Regions from separate parts of the Mus musculus genome. Here region 2 is linked to region 1. The links are chromatin contacts, called in public Hi-C maps. All regions are on one chromosome and are shown on one strand. The core of a region is the stretch at or near the end of the contact, and the rest is flanking DNA. Distances in the headings are between cores, read along the strand shown. Region 1 has its middle 36 kb from the start of Gm52636. Region 2 overlaps LOC102640985 (a long non-coding RNA gene).

What was found. A called contact is a pair of places that touch in the nucleus more often than the background predicts.
Region 2: a contact with region 1 is called in a Hi-C map of the N1E-115 cell line, with 2.9 times the contacts expected there. The contact joins two enhancer-like sites. A contact is called at or near these places in 2 of 39 promoter capture datasets (both in the 3T3-L1 cell line) and 4 of 484 Hi-C or Micro-C datasets (the N1E-115 cell line, cerebral cortex, myocytes and 1 more).

What each region holds. Positions count from the first base shown.
Region 1 is chr3:81,663,299-81,668,542 of GRCm38.p6, reverse strand. No RefSeq gene overlaps it. Among named protein-coding and RNA genes, the nearest start is that of Gm52636, 36 kb to the right of the region's middle. Within about 2 kb of position 2,067, at least 6 of the 459 cell types and tissues checked have an H3K27ac peak or open chromatin away from gene starts, as enhancers often do. A contact at or near this core is called in the N1E-115 cell line, where this site is marked.
Region 2 is chr3:81,915,260-81,920,503 of GRCm38.p6, reverse strand. It overlaps LOC102640985 (a long non-coding RNA gene), which reads left to right. Exons shown (of 3, transcript XR_375741.2): 2 at 2,301-3,388; 3 at 3,860-3,915. Among named protein-coding and RNA genes, the nearest start is that of Ctso, 15 kb to the left of the region's middle. Within about 2 kb of position 2,768, at least 64 of the 459 cell types and tissues checked have an H3K27ac peak or open chromatin away from gene starts, as enhancers often do. A contact at or near this core is called in the N1E-115 cell line, where this site is marked.

The sequences.
Region 1 (5,244 bases), core at 818-3,317:
CTAAACACAAGGACACCCACTTTCATAACAGCAACATTTCTAAAGCTTAAATTGCACAATGAAGCTCATACATTCATAGTGGGGGACTTTAATACTCCACTCTTAGCAATTATCAGGACATCCAGACACAAACTAAACAGAGAAAAAAATGAAACACTTAGACGTGAATCAGATGTGCCTAGCAGACATATATGGAATATTTCACCCAAACACAGATCCTTCTCCAAATTGATGATATAGTCTATCACAAAGCCTCAACAGATACATGAAAATTGAAAGAACCCCTTCCATCTTATCATACCACCATGGATTAAAGCTGGACTTCAATAACAGAAACACTGGGAATCTACACACTCTTGGGAATTGAAAGGCTCTCAACCAGATGAAGGGAAGAAATAAAGAAAGCAAAAAAAAAAAAAAAAAAAAAAAAAAAAAAAAAGAAAGAAAGAAAGAAAAAGAAAAGAAGTAGACTTCTTATCTGTGTATTTAATGTTCTTTCTCTATCTTGTTTGTCCCAAATGCCCTGTTTCAGGACACATGGTAACAATTCGCTGATGATATTCATGGAACCCGAGGGAGGTAGGTAAGAAGTCTATGGTTGATACTCTAAGCATCTTCAGCCTTATGGCTGAACCGCAGAGGACATTTGCTCACATATCATTGGCCAGAGGAAGTCATGTGGTTGACAGTACCGATGGAAACAAGAAACCACAATCCTGCAGGGATTTTGAAACTAATGAAGAATGTAGGTATATTACTCTTAGGACTTCAGTGCTGGAACCCTAAATTAGGCCTGGAGGATGATATGAGGTCCACCACAGAATTTACACGTTGAATGACTTGTGGTCAAACCCTCAATGAAGGTCTAGAAGAGGTCTGTCAGTATTTACAGAGTTGGAATCTAGTAAAGGCAGTGGAATGCTGTGTGGGATGAGGAGGGGCTTATCCTGCTAATGTTTTGGTGGACTAAATTTTCCACGGAAAACAGCTTTTGTGGTGTGAAGGATAGTATAAACCAAAGTCTGGGATCAGAACCAGAATAAAATAATGATGTCCCATGGAGCCAAATCAGTGGGTGACTTTAGCTTTATATTGTTTACCCTAAATTGTCAACTGGATCTTGATTCTCTCAAAATGAAGTGGAGAAAAAATAATACAAACTGGCTTCCAAATTTGAAAGGCTTATTGGTGCTTTTTTTGTTTGTTTGTTTGGTTTGGTTTGTTTCCTATTAGTTTTTCTCTTAGTCTAGATGTATGGTCTCAGGATGCTGCATGCTGAGAGTCAGGACCTAAAGACATTTAATTTTGGGACCACCCCCTCAAGATAAGAACAATTTTTAATGCATGTTAAAAATTTTCAAGAAATATGTTCTGAGTAATAAAAAAGTAAACCGAACTCCTGTTGAGACATGCATACAGAAAATACGTTTTAGAATTTGAACATTGCATTAACTCTTTTTTTTTTAATTAGTTTTATTTATATGTACTTGTGTGAGACGGCAAAACTTTGTGTCCCACGTAAATGTAAGAGGCTGTGAAGGCCAGAGAAAGGAGCATGTTCCCCTGCAACTAGAGTTATAAGTAGTTGTGGGCTACCACATGGGTTCTGATAACTGAAGCTAAGTCCTCTGCAAGGCAAGAATGTGTCCTTAACCACTGAGCTATCTCTCCAGAACCATTGATGTACCTTTAAAAGTATTTTTGATTTAAAAGATTTGATGTAATGGGTTAGAAAACCAGCCTCTATATATATATATATATATATATATATATATATATATATATATATATATATATATATAATATATATATTCTCTTTGTCTTTCTTCTTTCTTACCACACAGGTATATTTGTCTTTGGTTTAATTCCATATCTTAAAGAATTTTGTGCTTAGTTTAAAATAAAAGTCTGAAAGGTCATTGCCAGTGGTAGGTATCATTTTCAGATTGCATCTGAAGTCACTCCATCTTTCCGTTAAACTTCATTCCAGTGTGCATGCATGAGAAGTGCAATGTAATTATTTAAACAGAGACAAAGAGACTTCTGTTCATAGTTGCAGGCAGTATTGGCTCACAGCCATAGCTCTGGGCTGAGTGATGCGTGTCAGGCAGATAAGAGGTAGAGAACACCACCAAATGCCATTTAGGAAGCAATTCCTGAGGCCACAGCAGCAACTTCAGACACACAGCATTCCTTAGGGGACAATAATTGATTTGAACTGACACACAAGTAATTTAGGACTAAAAGCAAATAAAAGAATCTGTGGATCTTTTTGTTGTTGTTGTTGATGATGATGTTATTTTTGTTTTTTGTTTTCCTTCTGAGGAAATGAATTTCATAAAATGAATGACAATAGGAATGGAAATTAGGAGAGATCCAGAGGATTTGTTGACTGCCCACTCCTAAGAGTTTAATTACTTACTGACTAGTTAAATTAGGGATCTTTACCTTGATGCTCATTCACTTAGCTCATTTTCCTGCTGCGTATAGTTTTAAAGTTGTTAGTAAAAGACAGGAAGTAAAGATGATTCTGTTTCCAGTTAGAAGGACTGGACTTGAGTATTACTGTAATGATCAGACAGGCTCTTGTAATTAAATAGCACATAAAAAAAATCTAGTTGGGTTGGATTTGTTTCTTCAACAGAGCAAGAAATATTGTTACATTTGAACTTTTTGTCATTTTGAGGCACATTCTGTAAGAAAAACTACATTATACAGGAAATATGTCTGTGTTAATTAAAAAACACTTTAGCATCTACTAATTTCAAATGCTCCCTGGATTGCTATCGTCCAATATTCTCAGATTTTTAACAAACTACCTCCTGATGTGGGATATGTTTGGTTAATTTAAAATTTCTTGTATTAACCTTGCATACACTTTGAGTATCATCCTTTTCATATAATGTTTAAAACAAGTTATTAATAATGTTATTATGTAGCTTATTATTTTCTCATTAATATAATTGTTATTGTATCATATCATTATAGATTATTATATATTGTATGTTACTATATTGTTATGCAGCCACCTATAAAGCATGATCCAAACAAATATATACAACACAAAAATAATTTCATTAAAAATATATAAGGACAATTCAAGGGCTAATGACTTTTAAGCCTGAAGATTCTGTTTCTGGATACTGAGTCTCTATTAGGTAGTAAAAATCCAGTGAGATTACAAATGGTTGATCATTAAAGAAATACAATCAGTATATTAACAAGTCAAGCTATACAGAGTTGGTTTGCTCTTCCTGTCTCTCATGCATGTTTCCAGAAAACAGCTGTCTGCAGCAGAGCATAAATCTTCAACTCCAGAACAAGTCAACTCATGCTTAGTTTTGAAGTTCCAGTCTTCAGAACTGTGAAAACTGTCAGCTATTTGTAGTCTAGAACATTAGAGGATGACTTGTTCCCTCGATGCTTCTGTTCACCAGTGTGATAAATGCAGTTGGGACAATGAGTGACCCAGGCTCTCCATGAAGCAGGCCATGGTTTTAGCAGGCACATGCTCACTAGATCTTTCACAGGGCACAGGTAGAGAAGGAGAAAACACTTAGATATACAACTATTTCCCTTCTAATTATGAACACATTTTGTATTATCAAGCTGTCTTAACACTCAATTTGCCCAAGAGCTGGAAAAAGCTCGCTTGTGTTGTTATTTCAAATCCATTAGTGATCTCTTCAGAGACTGGCTTTTTTTCTACTGTATTGCCATTTCTTTTCTGATAATTAAATCATGGTTCTCTAAAACTTAGATTCTATAACTCAGTGAAGTTCAGCTTTCCTTTAATTAAATATCAGTGTCAGCTTAAAAACTGACATGATTATTCTCATTACTTGTGAAACCAGGGATTTCTGTTCCTTTGGATCTTAGATTCAATTTATTCCATTGGCTTTAGTACTGTTAGCCAATGGCATAAAAATTAATGTAAGCAGGAAAGAGACAAAAGAGACATGATGTCATGGTCTAGACTTATGTCTTAGGAAAAAAAATGAAGGGGGTATTTTCACTTTTCTTTGCTGTAATTTGACTTAAATATTTTCCTTGGTATGTATAGAAGAGGAATTTAAAGGGGAGGCAAGTGACCTCTGCACACTGATGAATCCTGGGTAGCTGGTGCTGATATAAAGATGTATTGAATTTATTATTATTATTATTATTATTATTATTGTCATTATTGTTCACTTTTTATTATATCGTAAGTAATATTCAAACAAGCTTTAAAAACACTGATTCATTGTTCCTTCGCTAAGTTTCTTAAAACACTGTCTTTGGTATTAGAGTAAAATATTAAGTTTGCCCAGCTCCAGAAGACATGTTAAATTCCATTCTTTGTATGAACTCTAAAAAGAAAGTGGCCTTGTAATGAGTATAAGCCAAAAGTTGGTTAGCATTGGCATTAGTTAAAGGGGATCCTAGGAATAAGGAAACATACAGAAACTAAAAGCAAAACAAAGAACATTTTACCATGTTGTTTACAATTCAGTTTCATCTTAAGCACTATACTATTCATTTTTCCTGTTATCTTTATCTCTGACTAGTTAATGCAGGTGTGGGAGAAAACTCACCAACTTGAAAGGTCACATTCTAAACAGATCAACCCCACAGTAATTCCCATGACCAAAACAGTTTCAAGAAAGTCGCTGGCAAAGGTATAGGACAAAGAAATTGCTTGCCAGAAGCAAAAGAAAGATACAGGAAGGCAGGGTGCCAGAGTCAGGACAATGGATCCAAAATCAGATATGGAACAGACACAAGATCAAAAGGACATGAACTCACCTATCTCTGGGCAACTTGATCCTAAGTTGAGATGCAAACAGTATCTAGTAGGAAAATGGGGCAGTAGATATTCATCAGTCCAAAGGCCATTCATCACTGCTAACGTAATGGAACTTGGGCAACAAATAGAGATCAGATTTGAGGATAGCTTCTGTTAAGAGAATAAGACCAACTTGTAGAAGTAGATCAAATGAAAATACAACCAGAAGCTAGGCCAAGCAAGAGAAGTTTAGTGATAGTGTACAAACCCTTGTAGTATAAACAGATGCCACAGTGAGTCTTAGGTCACTATGTGGAATCTGCATGTCCTTTTCTCTTTAATGTTCTCCTTAATTATGCCTCACACTTTCTTAACACTCTTAGCAAATAAATGTTTCCATGAAGATCGTGGTGAACACAGTTTGGTACAATACATTTCTAAACCTTATGTAAGCTACCTCCATGTGTATGTGCCCAATG
Region 2 (5,244 bases), core at 1,519-4,018, 250 kb before region 1:
AAATAACAGAAAAATACTTGTTTTATATCCATGATGAACACGTAAAGACTTGCCTGTGTCCATATGTAAAATCAAGTAGTTGGAAAGAAGCCATTCTGGCCTGTGAGGTGCTGGTATCATCTCTTCATCCCAGAAAGTATTCCTGAGGTGAAACTGTGAAAAGAGACATGAGTACCTGCCCAGAGAATCTTTCCAGTGAACTTGCGGAAGAGTTTAAGTAAATTGTATGTTGTCTTTACAGTTGCATATGTCGTCGTTGATTCTTCTGATGTGGGAAGCCTGTCATGACTTCCCAGCATTATAAGAGAAAAATTGTCTATTATTTAGCATTCAGTTCTTCTTTATTAGACAGTTTCCATTCCAAACAAGGTGGGGGTGGGGATGGTGGGAACACCCTTTTCACTACAGCGTGTGTGTTGAAGATTAAAGCACTGACTGCTCGTTTGTATGTTTTAAAAATGCTATCAGGGCATTTAAGTGTAGTGAAGGTTTTTGCATTTTCCTCCTCAGTTTTCAGCACTTTGAAGAGAATGTTGTTCCCTTTAACGGTACTGGCAGGCACAGACTCTCAGTGTTTGTGAAGAGCTGAGTATTCCGTAATTGTTGCTAATTGCCTCTGCTCTACACTTCACATTGCTACTATAGAGCTGACAAAAGACTCTTTGTTGCAATGAATTCCATCTTTGTTTTCAGATACTAACCAATCTTTTGGAAGGAATGAACATTGATGTTAAAGGCAAGCAGCAAATCCATATCACACTTTGAAGCAAAGTTCTAGCTGATACATGCATCACCACACACAACCCTGAGATCTGAATTAAAGGCAAAATTATTTTTCTCCTCCAAATATTCAGAAATTTCAACTATGAGACATTTTCATGTGATTAACCATATATATATGTATATATATATATGTATAATATGTGTATATATATATATGTATATATATATGTATAATATGTGTATATATATATATGTATATATATGTATAATATGTGTATATATATATATGTGTGTGTGTATATTTTTTTCACTCATGATCATATTAACAACTCTTATTTCTATTACATTGCATAACCATCAGAAACAAAATTGTTAGTACAGTTACAAATAAATCAGTTAAATAAACATAAGCATATTTTCAAAGATAATTGAGATAGACATCCTTTTACATTCTATACTCAGAAGTATTGGTTTTGAGACTATGAAGCTACAGCATGTTCTATTCAGTATCTCCAGCCTTAGAGGTCAATAGCAGCAGATGTTTAATGGATAACTTCTATGATGAATGAGATATAATTGTTGAATAGGATCATCTTTTCCTCTGAAGTGATATTTCCTAATGTTAAAGATAATTGTATACTCAAGTGTCAGGTTAGAGACCCCACACTTACAGGATCTAAATGAAATTAATGTATGATTTCCCACAAAGAACAAGCAGCACAAGCTGTGGAGATATTAATTTGCCATAATGAACTGAGTTACTGCTTGTTACCATTTGTAATCTTTGATCAGCAAGACTCCATAGCATACACCAAGAAAATAGTAAAAAAATAAAAATAAAAATAAAAAAAAATAAAATAAAATCAACAGATTTATAGAGATTTGCAATTTTTTCTACTTTTCTGTCTTTAATGGGTTCAATCATAATGCAACAAGATTTTGTTTGTATTAAATTGAAGCAATAAGTAATGCTAATCTATCAAAGTAACTAACAAAAAATGTCTCTTTTCTTCTGACAGCGACTTTGGAGGTATTGAACGCTGGGATAGCTCATGGAAAGAGATGGTGGCTCAGATTCTTAGTTCACTGGTGATTAAACATTCCCAAAAGAGACTGACAGATACAGAGAAAGCACATTTAAACCATTTATGGAGAACAGAGAGGCCTTATCATTTAGAGGGCCAAAAGAGAGACCGTGTAACACAGCTCTTCGTGGTATTTCATGTCTACAAAAAAAATCCCCGTGCTTTCTAGATTCTGTGTGGAGGGCCTGCTTGTCTGCTGTGGCTCTTCACGGTAGAGATGAGGTCAACTTGTCTCAGAGGCGATTGAGGTTAGAGGATATGATGGAGAATATGAAGTCGCTAGCTGCCTACATGCCAGGGAAGGGCTTAGTCATCAGGGAGAGGCAGCTGATCCCAGGCGACAGAAGCACTGTTACATGTCTCACAGCCAGCTGCAATTCAGCCAAGAGACAGAGCTTGGGGATTAATAGGACCCAAGAACTATCAGCTAAGATGGACTGGACCTCAGGCAGCCTGAATGAACTTGACACGCTTTATATGATTCTTCCCCAGCTTCCCATGGGTGGCCTTGAACTCACGACAAGCACTGTTCATCAAGCATCAGAAAGAAGAGATGACAGCAGGAAGAGTAGAACACACTTCCTTAATCCTTCAAAAGTGAGCTTTTGAAGAAAGCCAGCTCCATGGTTGACGTTCCTTCCGATATGACATGTACCGTGGAAGGAAAATAAAACCACATACAGACAAATATCTGTACCTTTGACATTTATTCAACTCTAAAGTTTAAGGGGATTTTTCTTCTCATTCTATGTACTACAATGGTATAATCAAACATGGGTGAGGATTTTTCCCTTACTGTGTGTATTGTAGGTGTCTGTATCTGAGAACTAACAATAGCTTCCAGCCACATATTAAAAAAACACCATGAATCATTGTGGCCAGACATCCTCAGAACCAGACCAGGAAAATAACAGTCCTGTGCCTGGGGCCTGTCTGAGGAGGGGAGGAAGGAGTTCTTAGTCTTCAGGGAGGGCATCCCTGAGTCATACCAACCCCAACAGAGATTGCAGCATTAAGGTCTTTGCTAAACAGCAGCCAGGGTAAATATGGAGAGTATAAACCTTGGAAAGGATGGAGAGTCAATAGGGAAACCTAGCATTCTGAGCCACACTGGAATTCCCATTCACCAACACAGCTGCTTGCCTGCCTGCCTGCCGCCGGCTTTCTACACAAGGCAGATGCAGGCCATAGAAGATGAGGAACTGACAAGCAATCCTGGTCATGTGGGTGTAGCAAGAGTGAATACCTTTTCCTAGCACAGTGGAACTCTCCAAAGGTAGCTTTAAGGTGCCCTGCCACGGAACCCCAGGGCATGGTCTCAGGTGAACTATTAAGGGCTAGAGTTGTGGGAGACTGGAGGGTTCAGATGGCGCCATTCCCTGCTATCACTGCAGAGAATTGTGAGGGGAATCTATAGAGCATCTCCTACCTGTGTTCATGCCAGTGACAGCACCGATGTCATTTCACAGCAGGTCTGCCTCGGATAGGGGCATATCAGTGTCTCCCATGGTACAGCAGTGGATTTCTGTTGCCCAAGGACCCCTGGCCCTGTTCCCTGCCTGTCTGCTGGTTATTGTCAGGTAAGAGCATGAGGTTTAAGTGTGTGGAAGGGACAGTGACAGAGATACCTAGGTCTTTCATTACATCATCTCATATGCATATTATGCACAGGCAGGAAGGACAGACTGAATTAGGTCTGAGGCTGCAATTTTATCTCGCACAGGATTGCATTTAAATAACAATAAATATTCATACCTTATGAAAATCCTGCAAGATGACATTCAGTGGTTGGAGGAGAGCATGCAAATGAGTGTGTCTGGAAAATGTGGCTGAAAAATGTAAATTCATTTTATTTTCATAGTAGCAACAAACTACTTATAGTGACTAGTATGGAACTTGATGAAAGCAATATAAGATAATTGCTAAGGAAGGCATAAAGAAACCTTGCTTTTACTAGTAGGTACATATTAGTACATAATTTGTCTCTGCTCTAGATCTAGTCACCATGAATCCTTTTAATAAATAGGACATTCTTCTCTTTATTTACACAGCATGCCATACCGAACGGATGTGAAATAACTTACCCAGAGATGAACAGCTAATAAGTGATGGATGTGGGAAAAACTTAGGTAAATAGCATGTCCAAGCCAGCCCTTATTCTACTGGGACTCCACTGCCACCAATGGAGGTGGCCAGTCAGATAGGCTTCACACTGAGTGTCTGCTTTGTTTATTGTAGCTAAAGGGATATGAAGGCATCCATTCAGCATGGGGATGCTAAACAGACATGTCAAATGTCTATGATCATTCCTTGTCAGTTAGCATCCTGATCCTTTACTTTAAAACTTAGAGAGCTGGTGCAGCCCTGGCTTCCCCGTGGCTCTCCTTTGTTTGTATGATGTGCTTTGGTGCCATGGAGACTGTGTCTGCCGACTGATGTTAGCACGCCATTACAAACATTGCCTGTTCTTGCTTTGCTTTGCCCAAGATGAAGAGTTGTGCTAGGCTTGTGTGGCACCCTGCCATCTGGACCCACTCAGGCTTCCTTTCTTGACACATGTTCACCAAGTGACTCACTTCCTCTTGGTGAGCTTCTGTACAGACTTTCCAGTGGCTCTGTCCATTTCCATTTGGAAGAGTAAATGACAAGAGAAGGAAGAGGGAGAATTCAGGACCAGGCACAGAAAGTGACCTTCGATTTTTTTTTTTTTTAATTTTGTAGATACTGGCAGAACTCTGAAAACAAGCATTAGCTGGGAGCTTTATTAAGATTTTCTCATTTTAGTTTTCCAGGATCTAAAACCGCAGATTACATTATCTGATACATATCTATACTCCTAGCCTCTTAAGCTTTGAAATTGAGGGAGTCTTGAGAATTAAATACTTGGTCTGGACTCAGTATTTGGTTGAATATTCCTGGTCTATTTATGATTTCTGTGGGTCTGCTTAAAACTACTTTATCATTAAGCTATGGCATACGTAAGTTTGATGTTTCCTATATATTATATACCTTAAATTTTACCAGTAAGGCACATGTTTTCTCTCATTGGTGCTGTAATCTATTCCATAGATTAATATCTGAGGACTTATTTGAATCTTAGCTTTTATACTTGTTTTGAATTTCGTTCCTATATATAATGATTTAAATGACTTAAGAGCTAGGTATTGGCTCATGCATATAATTTCAGCACTAAGGGAGCTGAGGCAGAAGGAATGGCATTGTCATAAGTATGGGGATAACCTGGGATACACAGCGGGTTCCAGAATAGCTTAGGCTATCAACTGAATCCTTTCTAAACGACCTCAATCAAGGCAAACAAACAGAAACTGTAAAATAACTTGAGCTTGATTGGCACCATTGCACAGCTGAGAACACCGGCCAAACAATAGTCTCTTATCCACACCCTGGAAGCTATTTCTTAGCAGATGAGAAAAGA